2 separate regions of the Sus scrofa genome follow, and region 2 is linked to region 1. A link is a contact called in public HiChIP or PLAC-seq data. All regions are on one chromosome and are shown on one strand. Each heading gives the region's core, a stretch centred on a gene start, on an enhancer-like site or on the middle of the called end of the contact. The rest is flanking DNA. Distances are from core to core; before and after follow the strand shown.

Region 1 (5,740 bases), core at 2,000-4,499:
ACACATATATACATATATGACTGGGTCACTTTGCTATACAGCAGAAATTGGCACAACACTTAAATCAACTATAATAAAAATACATTTTTAAAATGAAATAGAATAGAAAGCATAATGTTTCAAACATAAAATGATATGATGCTACCGGAACTTGTCATGCATGGACTGGACCATAGTAGCTTCCTCCATTTAGGACAGCTCTGCAGGGCTGCCCAGTGCCAGAGCTCAGAGATGTGGTGATACTTCCAGCCTAATGCCCATCATTACACACTATGCCCAGTGTCCCTAAGAAACACCTGCACACACCTCAGATTCAGCTTCCCAGGGATCCCAACCCAAGACATGGGTCAAGGTGAAGAATCTTGAAAAGCCAGTCTTGTGGAAAAAATACATTGTGCCACTTTTATTTTATTGTGGTAAAATATGCATAACACTTAACCATTTTAAACATTTTTAAGTACACAATTCAGTGGCACTAAGTACGTTCACATTGTCATACAACCATTACTCTAGAATGTTTTCATCCTCCAAAAATGAAACTCTGAACCCATTAAACAATGGCTCCCCCCTCGCTGAGCCCATGCAATCTTTCTGTGCCTATGACTTTGACTATTCTAGACATCTCATTCATAAAAATGGAATCATATATTTGTCCTTTACTGACTGGTTTATTTCACTCAACATACTGTTTTCAAGTTTCCTCTGGTTTGTGACATGTGTCAGAATCTCCTTCCTTTTTAAGGATGAGTAATAGCAAACTGTGTGAAAAAGCCTGGGCCCCTTCCTTATCCAAATCAAGTCCACCAAGTAATGGCCAGGTGCTGTGGGAGACCACCACTGGCCCCTCAGGTCAGCAAGGGGAACAGGTATGTCCACGAATGAACTTCAGTGGATGAAATGTTCAGGTGCCCTCAAGGTCTGAGTGACTCCAAAGGACAATTCAAGTGCCAGGTGAAAAATGAGCTGGGGACTCTTGATGTTTTGTCAGCCTGTGAGTCCTTATAGAGAAGAGGGAGAAGAGGCAGTGTTCCAGACTGAGGGAAGGTAGGAGAAGTGTGTGTGCTGTGGACTCTCCCAGAACAGGGAGGACAATAGGAACCTGGAGCTGAGGATCCCTGGGCAGCGGGGAGGAAGGATGTGGTGGAGAAGGTGGTAAGAGGAGGCCCAGAAAGGCCTTTGAAGATTCTCCTGAGGCAGTGAGAGACTACAGAAGGGCTGGCAGGGAGTGGGATGCTCCACTGGCATCCCAGTGGAGCCAGTGGATGAAAGGAACAGGAGAGTCAAGAGCCTCTTCTAGGGGGCCGGGGGAGAAGGGCTGCAGGCCCCAACTGTGTCTACAGGAGGGCAGAATCATGATAGAATTGATGCAGTAGAACTGTTTATGTTAAAGCTTTTAATTTTTTTTCCTGAAAGTGTGCACAAAAGTTGCAAAGCAAAGTGTGACACAATAAGAAATAATATGTTAGTCTCTGCCCCTCAGTTTTTGGCAGAGCTCCTAAAGCCCTGAGAATTTTCTGTAATGACAGGGGTAGAATAATTAATAAGGTGCCTTTTAGAAAGCACCTAAGAATAGAGGTTGGTTGCCAGGGAAACCAATCAAGGGATTAGAGGGTTGCAATTTCATCTCCACTCCTTCCCCTTTAGGAAGAGAGGGGCTCAAGCTTGGAGAAAGGAGTCTTTTGTGCCAGATTTCCTTCAGGGCATGGCAATTTGAAGAACCAGGAGCTGCTCTTCCTAGTTCTCGGTAGTGTAGTTTACAACACAGTGGAGAAATAAAGGTAAGTCAATCAAAGGGGAAGGAAAGGTTTTCCTCAGACTTGAGTACTTATTGCTGGGTATGAAGAACAGATATTTGTGGAGAAATATGACAGGTAAGGAGGTTAAGTGTTGTGAACTGCAAAAAACTAAGCAAGGACTGTTTGTTCAGATTCGTGTCAGAGTCCCTTTGCCTTTGGAAATAAGGATGCTCCTTTCCTCCCAGTATAAGTAGGGCACCTCTCGAGGGTTTATGTCTTGTTTCAGAATAGAAGGATGAGGCAGGGGCAAGTGAGAGTGACCTTCCTGATTCTGCCATTTTCTCTAACTTTGTCATTTCTCAAGCTTAAGATATTCAACTTGCAAAGGTGCCATGTTTGTTGGTAGTGTGTCCTGAACAATCTAACAAAGTTTTTTTGTTTTGTCTTTTTAGGGCTGCACCCGCGGCATATGGAGGTTTCCAGGCTAGGGGTATACTCAGAGCTACGACAGCTGGCCTAAACCACAGCCACAGCAATGCGGGATCCAAGCCACTTCTGCTACCCCAGAGCTACGGCAGCTGACCTACACCACAGCTCACAGCAACACCGGGTCCTTAACCCACTGAGCAAGGCCAGGGATTGAACCCACAACCTCATAGTTCCTAGTCGGATTCGTTTCCACTGCGCCACGACGGGAACTCCCCAGAAAGTTTTATGTTCTAGATAAGGGCATTAAAAGCTTTGGAGATAAAAGTCTGCGTGAAGCAGTTAGGAGGGTAGAACCCAGGCTAAGTCTGCACTGAGCCAAGCTCTTTCCTAGGGATGACTTATGTACCCAGCAGGGGGCCTTCTGCACACCAAAGGGGCCCAGACTCCAGAGGGTATCCCTTGGGTAGCACCCTGGAAAACCATTTCACACCCCTGCTATAAGAAGCCCATACATGTCTCCAACCCCATACAGCGTTCTTGCAGAGAACTAAGGCGCACAACTCGCCGCATGGCCCAGGTCCAGAGTGCCTGCTGTGGCCAACAGTGATAGGCACACCTTCCCTACTTAAGGGCCAGGACCATTGCCAGCTTGTGCACTTATCTCACCTCAGACTTCAGCTGCATAGTGGCAAGCGAAGATAAGGACAGAGCAAAGAGAGAATGCTATATCATAGCTCTTCTGACCATCCGAGTGGCTCTGAAAACAGCCTTTGATATTGCAGGGCCCTTTGGTGTCGCAGCAGCAAATCCTGATTACTGGGCAGGACTCTATACTGCGCGGTAGCCTAGCAGCTTGTTGAGCTCTAGGTCGCTGCGGATGGCTAAAAGTAGGACGCGCGCGCCTCACCACCCTGCTTTGGCAGCCAGACTCCTCTGTGCCAATGGCGGGCGAGGTTTTATACCCGGGTGAGCACTGCCGCATGCTGCAACCGCCAATGGGATAAAGGCGCTCTGCAACCTCGCAGCCCCATTGGCTGCTATGCCCTTCAGTTTGTCCAATCAGACGAGACCTAGAAAGTCACTTCATTTACATATAACTTTGGGGCGGAAGTGCAGCTTCGTATTCCAAGCGCCGGGACATGTACGTCTTCACTGATGGTCGCCTCCCCAGACTCACAGGGTCTGCTCGGTAGCCTCTGCCAGCTGGAAGGCAGGGGAAGGGGCATTTTGGCTCGGCCACACTCCTCAGTCCTAATTTACCTTCAGCTTTCCCACGATGCTGGTGGCACAGAGGCGGGGCGGGGGACGGGGGGCGGGGTTGTAGCGCGAGATATCCCTAACGGGAGGTGGCCTAGAGGGCTCCAGGCGGGCCTTGCCCAAGAGTATCATCTTACTGCTGGGCGCCAAACCCTGGAAGGCAGGACGCGCTGGTGGCCAGTTCTCAGGCACAGTTGGCATTGAGCTCAGCCTAGTCCCGGATTGAGATAGCTGGGGACGCTCCCACAGACTGATATGCTTCAGGAAGCGGAAAAGTGATGTCCTGGAGCCTAACAGTGGAGACAATCTTCACAGTTAACCAAGAAAGGAGTCTGTGGCAAAGGCAACCTGGAGTAGTTGCTCCCGCAGAGGAAGAGACACTATCTGTCACTGAATGAATTCAGTGGGATTGAGAACTTTTACAATAGTTGGGTTTCTTCAAATTTGTCTCGTTTTTCACAAATGACACAAGCAACCTCTCCTTTGCCAAAGACGCCTTTCAATTGTTACTCTAGCTTGTGAATTTAATCCTGTTTTACCCCATCATTTGTTGTATTGATGACAGTGTTTAACTGGCATTTCTAGTTTTATAAATATTTCAAAGACTTGTCAAGTAGAAGTGACAAGCACATCCTTCTTCAGGAACGAAGAATTTTAAAAATTTAAAGATATGAATAAATTTTTAAAATTCTGAGCCCCCCCCCCAAAAAAAAGCTCCTGTTGTGGTTCAGCATGTTAAGAACCCGACAGTGTCTGTGAGGATGCAGGTTCCATCCCTGGGTTAAGGACCCCGAGTTGCCACACAAACTGCAGTGTAGGTCAGCATCTTAACTCCAATTCGACCCCCTTAGCTAGGTAGCTTCCATTATGCCACAGGTGCAGCTCTCAATAGAAAAAAAAGACTTCAAGATCTTGGTCCCATTTAAATTACCTGCCTCTCAATGGACTAAAATTCTGTTAGGAAATGAAGCACCATAACTTTGTACCACCTGACCTGTGGGAACAGTAGGGGATGCCTCTGGAGCACCTGCAGTGTTTTACTGCTTCTCTGCCCCCAGCATGAACCTGTGGGAGTCTCTCTGAGTAATTTCAACTGTTAGCTAAGTTGTAGCCTTTCATCCCCTCACAGGCAATAGTCTTCCCTTGAGAAAGCACTAATTGTGCCCTGGGGCCATTTTTGGACCTGATGTAAGAACAGTTGCCTCCACTCTTCCCACACCTGGGGGAGGACAAAGCAAGGACGTCCAGGGCAGAGGGCTTTGAAGCTGCCATTACTGGGGCTCAATGGAGAGAGCAAAAAGAAATGAAGACACTCCAAGGTGGGAGGGCACAGCTCCCAAAGATCTCAAAAACAGTCTGGAGGAAGGTCTCTTGAAATCTGAATGAGTGTGGCTAGAGAGAACTACTGATTCCCCAAGATCAAATCAGTGAGCCTGCACATTAATTTGTGCAGGTTTAATGGTTTATTTATTGCAGGGGCACCCCTTTTTCTAGGATGCATACCACCTTAACATTCCAAAACTTCTAAGGATCCTTTCACACACACCCAGACACCCAAATTTGATATGGAACTAGTTACAGAACTAGGTAGCCACCACAGAAACCCCAGAGTGGCCTTAAGTACTCTGGAACCCAACTTTCTTCTCCAATGTGAAGTCCTAAGTTAGGGTGGTCCCAGGACAACCAAACAATCTCCCTTTCCCATTTTCCACCCCACAGTCCTGTTACCTTGGTTCTTTACTTTTTGTTTGGTGCTATTCCCTGTTCCATAGGAAATCACACTAATGGGTTCCATTTATCATCTTGAAGTGTTCCACGTGCACACATTAAGTTTAGGTAAACAGTATTGCATCTTATACTTTGCAGCATGACGCCACAGCTCCATGACTTAAGTTTTACCATGTCTGTCCAGCTCCTCTCTATCTCAGGGCTTCTGCATGCTCTGTAGCCTCCATCACCCACTTGACCTTCCACCTCCCCCAGTAAGGACCACTGGCACTTGCCCTGCCCACCCCAAGACAGTAGTGCAAAAGATGCCCAAGTTGGCCTGAGGATCCTCCTGTGGGCCTGGTGAAGACTAAGGAACAAACACATGGGAGTGGGACCACTGGGTCCAGAGTCATTATGCCCTAAATCTCATAACATCTGGTAGCAGTGGCGCAGAACCCAGCAGAAGGGCAAGGGACAAAGGGTGGCAGCTTTCCCATCTCCATCTCAACAGTGAGTCATTACTCCCTGGGCGTGTAATTTTTCTGCTCCAAAAACTAGAGTTTAAGCTTCTCCTTCTGGGTTTCTGAGCCCTCTGGCTCCTCTTATGC
Region 2 (5,740 bases), core at 2,032-4,531, 620 kb after region 1:
TAACCACTGTGCTACGGTTTATTTCAAATCCACTGTTTAAATGCAGGCATATGTGGTACCTTAGACTATGAAAATGCCATATGTGCCCAAAGTGAGCGCAAATGGTTCCAAACCAAACTGTTAGGAACTTACTGGAAGTGAACATGTGTGGCTGAGTGTGCCAACTCAATAATAGGAGTTCTCCAAATTAACTTCCATTTAGAATATAATGTTTATTAAAGGATAAATAAGAATGTGCAACTTGAAACATAAAGATTTTGAGATAGACTAATTGAACCATAATTCTACAACTCTTTAGAATTTAGACCACCAGGAGATTTTACCTGGGAGAAGTGTTTTATCACTGACATTGTTTATGGTTGACAGGGTATGGTGATAATAGCACTGACTGATTTGTTGTTATTGTTGTATTTATTTTTTTTATAGGCAATGCTCCTGGCTCTGGTTCTAATTCCACTGGACTGCCTTCTTGCTGTTTCATCTCCTGAAAGGAGAAGCACTTGTACAAGGCAGCAATACCCTGGGACTTCTTACCTTGTTGTAGGGAGCTAGGTTAAGAATGATCATCAGAGCAAGAATTGGGGGTAGGCTGAGGAGGGAGTGATGCCAGGCTAGGACAGGGTAGGAGTTGTGGGGTAGAGGATGGAAGGATAACGAAGAGTTAGAGCCATCTGATTTGGACGGGGGTCTTTTCTTCATGCTTTCAGAACTTCATCTCCTTAGGGCCTTAGGGTTCATCCCTCAAGCTTCCCAGGTGTTTCTCAGCTCTCCTTTGACATTCCTTTTCCCCTGTCCTGCCGACCCCCAAGACAAGATTTCCCCAAGATAAGCTGAGCTTTGATAGGTCAGCATGGCAGAGACTCTCAGGCTTTGGAGATACTGGAGGGCTCACCAGCATCACATCTGCTATCTTCTAGGCTCCAATATATGGTATTGGCAGGGGATGCAGGATTCGCTAGGTCTAGATGCTCAGGTTACAAAGATGATCTTCTAGTAGGCTCTAAAAGTCTCCCACAGTGCTCTGCTATCAGTTTCTCTTTCCATATTGGACTGCGGTGGTGTACGTGTCAAGGGAGAGAATGTTTCCTACAAGCCTTTCCCCATGACAACCCACATGTCATTGTTCATTCTGTCATCACCTTAAAGTGCTCCAAGAAAACAGACTTACTAAGTCTTAGTGGACATGTGAAACACCTCGCTTGTCTCCAACAATGTTCTTGTAAGCCCCTTGAACACCACCCACTTTTTGCTACCAAGCAACTTTCAGATTCCATCTCCTTTTCCTAGTATCCCCGAAGAGTTCAGTTTGTTTTCTATTCTGAAATTACTGCCTCAGAATAGCAAGACTTCAGTTAATAAACTTGAAATAGTCATCTCAACAGATGCAATAACCAGACTTGGGTTTTCCTGGTGGGGAGGGCTGAGGGGTAAGCATTTTGTTTTGTGCATTATGCTGGGAGTCTTTACACCCCAGGGAGAGGGTTTGCATAACCAGAGGCAAGCTTTACAACAAAAGTTTTTCCCAACACATCTTCACCTACTAAACGTGTTTCTCACCTTACTTTACTGCTGGGGCTGTTACCTCTTTCCTCCTTTTGTGGCCTTCCGGATAAATAAGGCTATGGGAAGGACACTGATGGGGACCATCTTTATGCACAGCTGTAGCAAGCTTCTGGGATTCTTAGGAGTTGCTTTGTGATCAAATCCTATCTACTTAGTTCTCAAAGTAGAGCATCTTTCATTAGGATGTTGGCCTAGAGGAAGAGGGATGGTGTGGTTAGCCTCTGAATTTTGGAGAAAGCCTAAAGGGTGTCAGAGTTGATGAGGCATGAAGCCCATCACTCTAATCCACCAGACTGCAGTCTCTCCTTAGGGCTCCAAATGAGAAGTTTAGACATAAGCTTCATTAGCTATTACTGGAGAGAGCAAACTGAAGACATATGAGGGAATCCCAATCATGTTTCCCAGTTCTCACTGCTGGAAGTGGCTTCATGTCTCACCAGTTGAATAGGCAGTCTGAGGAGGGCAATATTTACTAGGTGCTAGTGGGTGGCAAAAAGGAGAGATGGCTCATTTTGGGAACCATCCAAATATGATCTGGTGAGTGGATTGAACAGATCAGAAGAAGAATGCAACAAGAACAGAACTAGGAGAAATGACTTCAGAATTTTGGTAACTCTCAAATTCTTTGTATTAAAAACCTGATGCTGGAAGATGGCTGTAGAGGATTGGTTGGATCCATTTTTGGCCCAAATGTAAAACTTTCTAGGTACAGAGGAAGAAAGATTAAAGACTGAGGCAAGGAAAAGGGCAGAAAACAGACAACTGGGCCAAGAACATGCATTGAGAGCCAGAAGAAAAGGAGGTAGTTAGAAATAAAACAGAAGAAATGACAGTAAATGGAGAGAATAAAACAGGAATGAGAGCAAACACAAAGTGAAAGAACAAACACGGTTAGTAGAACATGATGAGATGAAAGCAGCAGGGAATTCTAGGGAGCTTGTCAGGAAATAGCAGAAGAAAAATGTAGGGGCCACTGGAACCTGGGGAAGTTGTAGTGGAGACTCTTTCTTGCCCTCGTTCCCCATCTTGGGCTTCTTTTCCCCTAGTAGCCTAGCTTAGGTGGATAGTGTTTTGTCAGCACCCTCTACTTGCTCTCCTGGCTTCTTCACTTCTCATCTCCATTTGAATATACAAGTGCAACAGTACAAAAGGCCTGGTACAGGAGATGAAGATGAGAAATACTGTACTGGGGATGGAGGGGAGAAGACAGGGCACTTCATCTATCGGAGGAACCCTATCTTTGTCTCAGCTTTCCTTACCCACCACATCTAGTCAGTGAAGAAGACCTGCACTCCACAAAGCAGGACATAAAAACCAAGTTCTACTGAGAGCAAGTCAGATTTCCCTTTATTTCCATCTTTACCAGGTGGTGAGGCATCTTTACCAAGGAGTGTTCTAGGTGCCTGGATTCTAACTTCCCATGTTTGCTTGGACATTTTCCTGAGCCCATGACATCTGATTTTTAAACGTTTCTTCCTTTCCTGGGTATTTACTCTGGAAACACCTTAATTTCTTCTGTAACACATCAAAGGCCCAGGTGCACGTATCTCTGCTACAGCCTGGATGATAACCGAGCTATATCTGTAAATCCGCGATTTTCCTCAAGCATTTGGCAACCGAGCCTGTTCCAGGGGGACCTCAGGCAGAACCTGCTCCTCCGGACCACGGCGGGTAGGGCGCGGGACACCCGCCGGCCACGCGCTAGGAAGGAGGACGCGCGGGCACGAAGCGCAGCTCTCCCAGACAGGAGCGACCCGAGCGCGACGCGGATTACAGCACTACCAGCGGCCCGGCGCTCGCTGCGCACGTCCAAGCCCTCCCGCCTGAGCCGGGTCATCCCACGCGCGATCTGGTTGAAGAGGTCCCGCTCCACCACATGCAGTACGACCACAGCGTCGCTGGACAGCTGCTGCTTCAGCACCTGGAACGTAATGTCGCCCCGCGACCGGAGGCGAATGGCTTGCTGCTCCCGCTCACCCTGCCCGGAAGGCGAAAAACACCCCTGCTGCTGCAACATTCGCGTCCGTAAGTCTTCAGGCTGCCAGATTCCTTCTCAGTCATGTCCTCCGCCCTCCCAGGCTGGAAGCTAAATCACCAAGGGCAGGGCGGGTGGCCTACTCAGCCACTGGAGAAGAGGCGTGGGGAGTCTCTTATATACCGTCCTGCCCCGCCCACATGTCGTCACAGAGGGCAACCGCCATTGCGCTCCTGGAGAGGCTAATTGGCTGGAGAAAACAGATGCAGACTGATTAAATAAGGGGGAGACAAAGGGCCGGGAGGCCTTGTGCAGAGATGGGGTCTGAGCAAGTCTGATGGTCTGGGCCTCACAGTTTAGGTCTTAAACTGCTGTGGAGGGCTCCTTCTCCACTCCAACTGAGTCTTCTCAGGATTTCCGAGCAGCAGATTAATTACAATGCTGTAGCAATTTGGCCCATCTCTTCTTGGACCAAGGGAGTGGAAGGTGGTTTTGCTGTTTGGAGACAAGATACTGAGAACTCAGAGGGTACAACAATATTACTAGATTTGTCTTTTCCCAAGGCGGAAGATAAAGAGGCTAGGGTGCCATTTAGAGTCCAAGAAGTGTAATTGTCATGAGGATAAATATAATCACGTATTTAAAAGAACCCCAGGTGGACTTCTACAAGAAGCTCACAAGTTCTTCATGGGGAGACTTGGGAACTTAACCTGTAAAAAAGAATTTGCAGTTTCAAGAGGCTGTAAACTCTGTGTAATTCAACAGAGATAAAGCTACAAAAACTTAAATTTAATCCTAGCTTTTGAAACAAAGTGATGAAATGGAACTCTTTTAGTCTGATTGGTTAGTGCACTAACCACAGAACAAAAATACACAATCTCCCTTTCCTGTCCATGCCAAAGAAGTTAGTGCTTCTCTTCAGGATTTTCAAAGGAGGGTGACTATTTAGAGATACCTGGGGCTCATCCTTTACTTAAATGTAAGAAACTGAGACGCTGAGAGAAAAAAAAAAAGGATTTTCTGGGGAGAGGGTTATTGGAGTTTAGAGTTTTATTATTTTTGAATGATGTGAGACTGAGAGAACCAAAAGTGTTCTTGTGTCTCAAGAACTTGTTATTACCTAAGAATGAGAATTATGGAAACTGCTTGTGATTTCATCCACAGGATAGAGGAACTAGGATTTTGCAGATGTCTATTTAGGGACCATGAGGTGAAATAATAAAGTTTTTTTCTTTATTCCTTACCCTATGGAGTCCTGCTCTTTTGATTAATGAAGGGCTTTAATTAATAAGTAAAATTTGTGGAATAGGGTTGGTGATCTTTCTTCTAAACTTATACTAGGCAGCTAAGTATCATATTAAGTGATTGGTACCATAATTCAACAGTATGGTATGAGCAGGACATACTGGGTTCATCCTAAGGATAGCTTATCATTGGATAACATGTCATTTAGGCTGTTTAGGCCATGGAGGAGAAACTTCTGATAGCCAACAATAAGCACACAAAATTAGTTCCTAAAATGATTTCAGAGCACAGTGAGTGCTCTGAAGGTGATAGAGGAGTTCACAGTGGGGCAGAGAAGGACAAAAATGATCCTTCTGAGTGGGTTATCTTGGAACTGAGGTATATAAGAAAGGACCCCATGAAGAGCTGGGGATGGGTACTCCAGAGAGAAGGAATTCTCTCTAACATGTTTAGCAAACTTGAGAAATAACAATAAGTTGGGAATAGTAAGACAGAGTAGACAAAATGAGGAAAGGTATGGGAGGCCAGAGAAGAAGCCAAGGGCCGGATCATATAGGCCTTGAGGTCATGGTAAGGCTATATTGCACTGGTGACCACTGAAAGGTTTTAAGCAAGAGATTTGATCCTCCCTGCTTTGTGAAGGTGAGAGCGGAAGGAAGCAGATTGAGCTGGCAAACAATCTGCAGATATGATTCTTTTACGATATTGAGATGGGGAAATTACTTGGTTTATTCAGGTAGGTCCAAATGCCTTCACACATGTACCTATAAAAGAGAAGCAGGGAGTTCCCATTATGGCCCAGTGGTAACAAATATGACTAGTATCCATGAGCATGTGGGTTTGATCCCTGGCCTCAGTGGGTTAAGGTTCTGGTGTTGGCATGAGCTATGGTGTAGGTCACAGACATGGCTCAGATCCAGTATTGCTGTGGCACTGGTGTAGGCTGGCAGCTGTAGC

Evidence for each region. HiChIP or PLAC-seq counts read pairs in DNA pulled down with a chosen protein or histone mark.
Region 2: a contact with region 1 is called in an H3K27ac HiChIP or PLAC-seq map of alveolar macrophages. The contact joins two enhancer-like sites. A contact is called at or near these places in 1 of 47 Hi-C or Micro-C datasets (liver) and 1 of 2 datasets of contacts at active chromatin or transcription factors (alveolar macrophages).

Annotation. Positions count from the first base shown.
Region 1 is chr2:51,658,637-51,664,376 of Sscrofa11.1, forward strand. The region is part of intron 6 of RNF187 (E3 ubiquitin-protein ligase RNF187); the gene reads right to left. Among named protein-coding and RNA genes, the nearest start is that of RNF187, 31 kb to the right of the region's middle. Within about 2 kb of position 3,250, at least 52 of the 83 cell types and tissues checked have an H3K27ac peak or open chromatin away from gene starts, as enhancers often do. A contact at or near this core is called in alveolar macrophages and liver, where this site is marked.
Region 2 is chr2:52,280,805-52,286,544 of Sscrofa11.1, forward strand. No RefSeq gene overlaps it. Among named protein-coding and RNA genes, the nearest start is that of ZNF692, 5.0 kb to the right of the region's middle. Within about 2 kb of position 3,282, at least 77 of the 83 cell types and tissues checked have an H3K27ac peak or open chromatin away from gene starts, as enhancers often do. A contact at or near this core is called in alveolar macrophages and liver, where this site is marked.